Regions from separate parts of the Sus scrofa genome. Here regions 1 and 2 are each linked to region 3. A link is a contact called in public promoter capture Hi-C data. All regions are on one chromosome and are shown on one strand. The core of a region is the stretch at or near the end of the contact, and the rest is flanking DNA. Distances in the headings are between cores, read along the strand shown.

Region 1 (2,790 bases), core at 138-2,637, 310 kb before region 3:
TGCTAAGTGAAAGTAGCCAGTACTCAAAGACCACATTGTGTGATTCTATTTATATGAAATATATAGAATAAGCAAGGCTATAGAGACAGAAAGGAGATTAGTGGTTTCCAGGGAATGGAGGAAAGGGGAACCCAGGACTAACTGCTATTGGTATAGGGTTTCTTTTAGAGGAGACAGAAGTGTTCTAAAGTTAGATTGTGGTGATGGTTGCACAACCCTGTGAATATACCAAAAACCATTGAATTGTATGGTATGCGAATGATATCTCAAAAAGCTCTTTAAAGTAAATGATTACATGGTTCATTCTTTGGTGCTCTTTGCCACATATAGGGACAATATCAGTCATCCTTGAATACAGAGGACACAGACATAATTACTGATAATTACAACCTATTAAATGCATTGGCAATCGGTTGCCATAGGCAGAGATAACTGCAGTTCATACATTGGATCACCGGCTCTTTATTATATTATTTACTCATATAATATAAATCCATATTTCTGTTCCAGATCCATATCCAGCACTATAAATAGTCTTGTTAATTTTAGATCTGTGAGGACAGGGGAATTTTAAGAATGACAATGCCTCTTACCATAATCTGCCTCATTCCGGCAAAGAGAAGCAGCCCGGCTGTTGTGCCACCAAGCCTGAGTTCGGTGTGACCCCAGAGGGTCTTGGCTTGCAGCCACCCGTCCATCCTGTTTGCTACCAATTGGAGGTTGTGTGTATGTGTTGTTAAGTTTTCCTTTTGGCTGCCAGTCAAGCTTCCCCTTTATCCTCTTCCCTCTCCAAACCCATCGATACAACCCCAACGATGAAAGTGGACTGAACAGCCCCTGCCATCTTTGCTGAATGGAAACAAATGAGGGCAGCCAGGTGTCAAGAACCAAGTCCCACATCTGGCAGCCTCATCTGCTTTCTCTTAACGCTCTCCTGCTGTCCTCCAACCAGCTGCACACATTTCTGTCAGCCAGAGTGCCAGTGGCAGTGTAGACTGTCCCGATGAATGAGGAACAAGGACACTTTCCAGCCCTTGCCAAGTCCCTCCCTGAAAGAAGAAAGTCAGAGTTCTCAGCCCTCTCCCCGAAGCACCTTGCCCAGGGCTTCCAGCCGCACTTGGCCAGTTCCTCGAATTCAGGATATATTTGTTTTTTTCCCTCCCTCTTCTCTGAACTCTGAGATCAGCGCCCCTCCCCCTTGCTTTTTGCTTGCTCCGTTGTTTCACTCCGGACTGTCACTTAGCACGCTTCCTGCCCGTATAGGACAGGACCCACTAATGAAAGTCCCCCTTCACTCCAGGGGGCCCTTGAGCATTAATGGCCTCTGGAAGCAGATATTTTCTGACTTCCGGGAGTCTAAAGTGCTTGACCTGCACATAATTTCAAAATGACCTACCAGACAAGGAAATGTTTGTTTACGCTCCATCTCCGCTGTCCCCTCCCCCCTGCTCCCCAAGGGGAGAAGTTTGGCATGGTCCATTCTCTCAGGTCCATTGTGAGCCTTTCCTCTTGGTTTCCGTCCTGTCCCCTCCCCTTGGACCTGCCAGTGAGACAGGCAGTTATAAGCAGATGGAGTGAGTGTTCTTGCTTAAAAAGTAGGCAGGTGGATTGGACACAATGCTATACAGAGCATGTCTGATATGGTCCCTGCCCTGATCAAGCGTGCAGTTTAGGGACAAATGTAAAACAACAGCTGTGGAAAGTGCTCTGATGGAAGAGTTCAGGGTACCATGGAAGGATTTAAAGGGGAGTGCTGACCTAGTGGTGCTGGGAGGTTGAGAAGTCAGAAAAGGCCAGGGCTACACATTATTCATGCCTCACTGGGCCCCTTTCTCATTAAAAAAATTTTCACATTTTATGGGAGTTCCTGTTGGGCTCAGCAGGTTAAGAATCCAACTAGTATCCATGAGGATGGGGGTTCGATCCCTGGCCTCACTCAGTGGGTTAAGGATCCGACGTTGCCGTGAGCTGTGGTGTAGCTTGCAGACATGACTCGGATCTGGCATTGCTGTGGCTGTGGTGTAGGCCAGCAGCTGCAGCTCCAATTTAACCCCTAGCCTGGGAACTTCCATATGCCATGGGTGCAGCCTTAAAAAAAACAAAAACAATTTAAAAGAAATTACATTTTCTAATGGAGTTAGTTTAAACCCAGGCTAGCTTTATCAATATGCAGTCATGACTATAATCATTTCGTTCTTCTGATCTTAAAAGAAATTAAACATTTTTCTCACAGGCCCCTCAAGTATTCTGGGTCTGATAGAGAGATTGGCCTGGGAAGAGCTGCCCTGAGGAAGAGACAACTGAATTGAGATCTGAGGAATAAACAGGAGTCAGTTCAGTGAACTAGCTGTGAAGTGGGGTCTAGGCAATGGAGACAGCATATGCAAAGGTCCTGTGGCACAAACTAACACTTGGAGAGTGTCAGTGATGTGTAATGCAGAGAACAAGGGGACACAGGGATAAAGTGACGCTAAAGAGAAGGCAGGACCATGTGCGCCATGAATGTTATTGTGGCTTTAACCCCAGGGCAGTGGGAAATCATCTATAAGTTTCAAGCAGGGGGTTTGAACAGCTTCTGAAGAATGCAGAAGGACAAGTTGACTAGAAAACCATAATTCTCCCTACCCCCAAATTCTCTCTATTAAATCTAATCAACAGAGTGAGAACTGATCTGGGGAGTTCCTGTTCTGGCTCATGAGGGTTTGGGTATGATCCCTGGCCTCACTTGATGGGTTAAAGATCCAGCATTGCTGTGGCTGTGGCTGTGGCTGTGGCAGGCAGCTGCAGCTC
Region 2 (2,700 bases), core at 49-2,548, 360 kb before region 3:
AAGCAAAGATTCACCTGCCTGGCTTGCCCCTGCACCTCTGCATCTAGAACACTGCCTGGCACAGAGGAGCACTCAACAAGTATTCAATGAATAAAACATCAGTGGGTCTTTCACTTACCTTTTTCTATCCCTTGTTCCCTCCCTGACCTTTCACCCTATAGAAGAAATAAAGGCCAGAGACTTTATATGAACAGGTTTCAGTTCCTTGAATATTTTCTTGTACAAGAACAAAAGATGGTATCTGACTCTCAGTTCAGGGCACCATCCTTGACTGTTGAATAACCACCTGATCCTAACCAGCCTTCTTCAGGGGACATTACCAGGGCCCCTGATTAGAGAGTCTCCTTTCTCTGTTGGAAAATCAGCCACGAAGTGGGTCAGTAGCACCATCTTCATACATGAAGGAAAACTCATCCTGTAAATATTTTTCAAGAACATGCAATCTTGGCTTAACGATCCCCCCCCCCCACCCATTCCGTTAATGATTCCTCATCTCGTGCAAACCCTTGGGAAAAATAAAATACAGAATCTCAAATTTCTAGCCACAAATTTGACACAGCTTCCTAAATCAAATACCCAAGATTCCATTTTCAGATGCGTGCTTTTTAGGGGCTTCAGATTTTCTGTTGGAAGCAGGCCGTACCTAATTATTCCAATACTGAATTCTGGAATAAGATTTTTACACGTGGGATGCATCTGAATGACCGAATGAAATGCCTTTTCACCCTCTGCTCCATTCATCGCACTCAGAAGGATTTAACCAAGAGTTTTCAATGTATGAGATGTTTTAAGTTGCATCCCCGGGCCGTTACACTACTGCACCGAAATGCACACAGGAGAACATCTCCTGCATCACTTGCGTTGGAAGCAGGCAGGTGCACTTCGGGTACAATACCGCCAGCGTTTTTATTACCGCAACCAACGTTGAGCGCGAAACGCCCTTAGGACTGCAAGGGCATGAGATTACACTAACCATGCCAGGGAGAGAAAAAAAAATAGCGTTCTCTTGTTACCTGCCCAGACAGTTCAGCAGTCACCTCAGCATCATTCACGTCCTTCCAAACCAATCACTCTCACCGCCAGGGAAACACCTGACTTCCGAGAGCTTCCGGCCTCTCCTCAGGTTCTTTCTCAGGTTGCCCCGCCCGGCGCTAACAACCGGGCACAGCTCCAGGGGTCTCACGCACACGATTGCCCGCCCCCTTGCTAGGATTCAGCCAATAGGAAGCCGCCTGTCTGCATTGACCAATGAGGAGAAGGCGGAGCGAGACCGGTGGGTGACGCGAGAGGAACGGAGGCGGGGCGTGGGGAGAGGTCACGTGGGGAGGCGCGGGGTGGCTGCCGGGAGCTGGCTGGGCTGGGGGCCGCGGGATCGGCGCCCGCCTCGAGTGATGGGGCTCCCGCCCGTGTAGGGGCCATGCCGCCCGGGCCCCGGGCCTGCCCCGCTCCGCGCCGGGATGGTCAACCTGGCGGCCATGGTGTGGCGCCGCCTCCTGAGGAAGAGGTGGGTGCTCGCCTTGGTCTTCGGGCTCTCGCTCGTCTACTTCCTCACTAGCACCTTCAAGCAGGTCAGTGGTCGCCCTCTCTCCCCGGGTTGGGGTAGCTACCTCTGCGGCAGCGCTGCCTGAGTGTCCACTGAGCTGGGCCGGAGAGGTGGGCGTTCCTGTCCCAGGACTGAGGATGGGTGAAGGGAGCTGCCTCTCTCGTTGGTAGGCTGAGGGCAGAGCTGGGACTCGACCCGGTGCTGTGGACCCTTACGCTGTGCTTGTTGTCGCCTTGTCGGTTGCTTACCTGCTTCCCACCTGCCAGGGACTGAGCTAAACAGGGGCGTGCATTTCTTCCTCCATCTCCACGGCAGGTCTGGGCAGTGGTGTCCCCGTGTTACGGCGGGGGAAGCTGAGCCTGAGAAAGGTGAGATGCCTGGGCCGAACTACGAGGCCAGCCCTGGTGTACTCGGTTTTCGTTTAACTAGGGGCTCAGGGAGACTCCACAGGAAGCACGAGGTGCCCTTTTCTATGCATAATGAGGTTAGGTAGAATTTTCTTTTCGCTTCTCATCCTTTTCGTTTTTCTTCCCTGTGAGAATTTTTGGGAGAAACGTCGGGGTGCTTTGGAGGGACGTGTTAGCAAGAGCATTTTAAGTTTAGAAGTACAGTTATAGCGTTTGGGCTCTTAGAAAGGGTGAGCCTATGCCAGGGTGTATCCAGCACAACCTTGATTCATGCTACTGCTCTGATAGAGTTAGAGGACAGTTCCCCTTTTCGTTCTCAAGGGTCAAGTTCCTAAGTAAAATTTATCAGTGAATGGAGGAGAATAAATGCTAAATGATAAGGTTACGCTAGTTTAAGCAGATTGGTGGAGGAGCGATGAAAAGGGAAGACAGAGAACCTGTATCCCACCTCCTGCCTCAGACAAACGGAGAGGCTGAGTGTTGTGAGCCTCTTTTGTTGACTAGCAGGAGTTGTTGGCATTCTTGTGAACTAAATGCTTCTGGGACTTGAGTTTACTGCCACTTCACAGACATTGTTTCATGGTCACTTGTTCCTCTTCTGTCTGGTGGACCTATGGGTGCTGTAGTGAGCCAGGACTCACTCCTCCGCCTTGCTCCCACCTAACCCAGCTGATCTCTAGCACCGTTGGTTTAAGTATTAGCTCTAGCCTAGGCCATCCAGAAAACTGATTTTTTTTTTTTTTTTTTGGC
Region 3 (2,700 bases), core at 27-2,526:
TTGTCTTTTTTTTTAGTCTTTCCTAGGGCCGCACCCATAGCATGTGGAGATTCCCAGGCTAGGGGTCCAATTGGAGCTGTAGCCGCCAGCCTACGCCACGGCCACAGCAACGCGGGTTCTGAGCCACATCTGTGACCACAGCTCACGGCAACGCCAGATCCTTAACCCACTGAGCAAGGCCAGGGATCGAACCTGCAACCTCATGGTTCCTAGTCAGGTTCGTTAACCACTAAGCCACGACGGGAACTTCTCTCCCCACTTTGACTCCCCAACCCCAGAGGCAACTGATGTTACCATTGTTTCATGCAACCTTCCAGGGATATCTCAATCAATAATTTCTTTTTGAGGTTATTCTATGTCAGTACACATAGAGCAAACTCATTATTTTTAATGGCTGCATTGGATTATACTGTTAACTACTCCCCGCATGATGGACATGTAAGTTGCTTCCAGTGTTTGTCCAACAAACAGTACTATAGTTTACATCTTTGCACTGCATGTCTATGTTATACACCTGGGCAAGAATCTTTGTGGGATAAACTCCTAAAAGTAACATTGCTGGGTCAAAGGGAATGCTCATTATAAATTCTGATGTTTTCCAAATTGATGCCCAAAGCTGTGGCGCTAATTTATATTCCCTCTGGCAGTGTGTGAGAGTTCTACTTCCCTTCACAGTTGCTTAAGCTTTTAAAATATTGTCAATACTTATTATGATTTTAATTTCTGTTTTTCTTATGATGAGTGTCTTAGTCTGCTTGTTGGGCTGCTCTAACAAATTACCATGGACTGGGTGGCTAAACAAGGAAAATTTATTTCTCACAGTTCTGGAGGTGGGGAAGTCCAAAATCAAGGTGCTAGCCAATTTAGTTCCTGGTAAGAACCCTCCTCTGGTTATGTCTTCAAAGGGGGCTGGGTGGGAGTGGCAAGAGAGAGGGAAAGGGAGAGGGTAGAAGAGAAGGAGAGAGAGAGTAATTGAGGGCTTGAAGTCTTTTCGTTTTGTCTTACACCATGCACTAATCCAATCATGAGGGCTACACCCTTGTGACCTAATTACTTGCCAAGGTTCTATCTTCAAATACCATCACACTGGGAATTAAAGTTTCAACATATGAATTTTAGAGGGACACATACATTCTGTCAATAGCAGCAAGTGAGACTGAGCATCTTTTTTATATTTTTAAAAGCCATGTGTCTTTCCTATTCTCTAAACTATTAATGTCCTTTTCTCATTTTCCTCTTAGGTTGCTTTGGGAGTCTAAAGAGATTTGCTGAAGAATGAGAACTGGGTGACCAGGTGTGTAGGATGAAGGTCTCCTGGGATATAAATATGTCTGGATATGATGGACCATCACAATGATTGCTCAGGCTCAAGTAACACCATGCATGTCGATACAGTGCTTTGACATTTCTTTTTTCCAAACGTTTTCACCAACAGTATCTTAATAGAAATGTGCAGTGGACTGAGGTCAGTGGGTCAGCAACTGGGACCCCTTTTGGACAGGTTGGGAAATGAGGCTCAGAGAGTTAAACTATGGTGATCAAAGTAATACAACTAGGGTTGCCAAAGCAATCTACAGGCATCTGCCCACAGAACCGTGTGGATACAGGCTTGGGCTCTGGAGCCAGATAGACCTGGGTTTGAGCCATTCACTAACTGGAGAGCTTAGAGATATCACTGTGCTTCTGAGGTTTGACCTAGAGTCTAAGGATAATAACAGTATCTTCTTTATGTGGTTGTTCAGAGGACTATGTGAAATAAGGTAGGCACACTCATTATAACATAGTGTCAGTGGGTTATAACATAGTGTTGGCCATGATAGTACACATTATAACATGCTGCTCATGGGTTTTGCTTTAGCAGTTACTTGTAGTAGTTCCTAAAGCTCAATTCACATGTCTAACACTTCTCTCCTTTTGTTACACTCCATCTTTCTCCTGTTTTCCACTCTTCCTCTCTTTTAGTCCAATCTACACGGCTCTTCCACGTTCGAGGGCTTGTTAATGAAGAAGTTATCTTCTCTCCTCCTTTGCATCGAGGTCAAGCCTTGAGGGCTGGAAAAGAGCCTCCCTATGGTGGCATTCCTCTGTACTCCCATACTGGAAATGTTGGTTACTGATTGAATGCTGGAGGGAAGGTCTGCTCCCAACACAGCCCTAGTAAAGTGCCTGGGAGTTAAAAAAAAAAAAAAAAAATTTCTGGCACAAAGCAGGAGATTAGAAAGCATTTATGCAATGAATGAACGCATGCTCACAGTGCCTAGGAGTAAGGGTTCAAAAGGCATTTCTGCATTTCTTAGTGCCTGGTATTCAGTAAGCGCTCCTGGGCGAGGGTAATAAACCTTAGTGCAAGAGCTTAGCTTCCCTGTGCATGGGTGCAGGGGTTTGAATCCCATCTCCTCCTCTTCCCAGCTGTGGGCAAGTGACTTAATCTCTTTGTGCTTCAGTTTTCTCATTTGCAAAACACGGACGACAGAGTGAAACCTTGAGACACGTGGACATGCTGTCTGGCCAACAGCGAGCCCCACCACCCAGTCGCCCAGGCCGTCAGAGGCACAGGTTAGGGGCCCCAGCTCTCCGCGGCCACTGCCACAGGCATTCCGGGGGTGAGGTAGCGCCGCGTAAAGATCCTAGCACCCGAGGGGGCGGGGCGCGGCGCCCAAGCGGGGCAGCGCACAGCAGCCTGAGGCCGCTCGCCCGGCC

Evidence for each region. Promoter capture Hi-C pulls out the DNA fragments that hold promoters and counts their contacts.
Region 1: a contact with region 3 is called in a promoter capture Hi-C map of liver, with 7 times the contacts expected there. The contact joins the enhancer-like site here to the promoter of MED13L in region 3. A contact is called at or near these places in 3 of 5 promoter capture datasets (fetal liver, fetal skeletal muscle and liver), 8 of 47 Hi-C or Micro-C datasets (embryonic fibroblasts, fetal skeletal muscle, fibroblasts and 4 more) and 2 of 2 datasets of contacts at active chromatin or transcription factors (alveolar macrophages and skeletal muscle).
Region 2: a promoter capture Hi-C map of liver shows a contact between it and region 3, with 4 times the contacts expected there. The contact joins the promoter of C14H12orf49 here to the promoter of MED13L in region 3. A contact is called at or near these places in 1 of 5 promoter capture datasets (liver) and 1 of 47 Hi-C or Micro-C datasets (heart right ventricle).

The regions. Positions count from the first base shown.
Region 1 is chr14:35,753,869-35,756,658 of Sscrofa11.1, forward strand. All of the region lies in intron 4 of C14H12orf49 (UPF0454 protein C12orf49 homolog), which reads left to right. Among named protein-coding and RNA genes, the nearest start is that of C14H12orf49, 49 kb to the left of the region's middle. Within about 2 kb of position 1,388, at least 16 of the 83 cell types and tissues checked have an H3K27ac peak or open chromatin away from gene starts, as enhancers often do. A contact at or near this core is called in fetal liver, liver and skeletal muscle, where this site is marked.
Region 2 is chr14:35,704,607-35,707,306 of Sscrofa11.1, forward strand. C14H12orf49 (UPF0454 protein C12orf49 homolog) reads left to right here and starts at 1,299. Exons shown (of 6, transcript XM_013990355.2): 1 at 1,299-1,568. The coding sequence starts at 1,458. It overlaps RNFT2 (RING finger and transmembrane domain-containing protein 2), which reads right to left and starts at 1,189. Exons shown (of 11, transcript XM_003132893.6): 1 at 1,014-1,189.
Region 3 is chr14:36,060,558-36,063,257 of Sscrofa11.1, forward strand. It overlaps MED13L (mediator of RNA polymerase II transcription subunit 13-like), which reads left to right and starts at 1,277. Exons shown (of 31, transcript XM_021073127.1): 1 at 1,277-1,294. C14H12orf49 (UPF0454 protein C12orf49 homolog) reads left to right here. Exons shown (of 6, transcript XM_013990355.2): 6 at 1,242-1,274. The coding sequence ends at 1,259.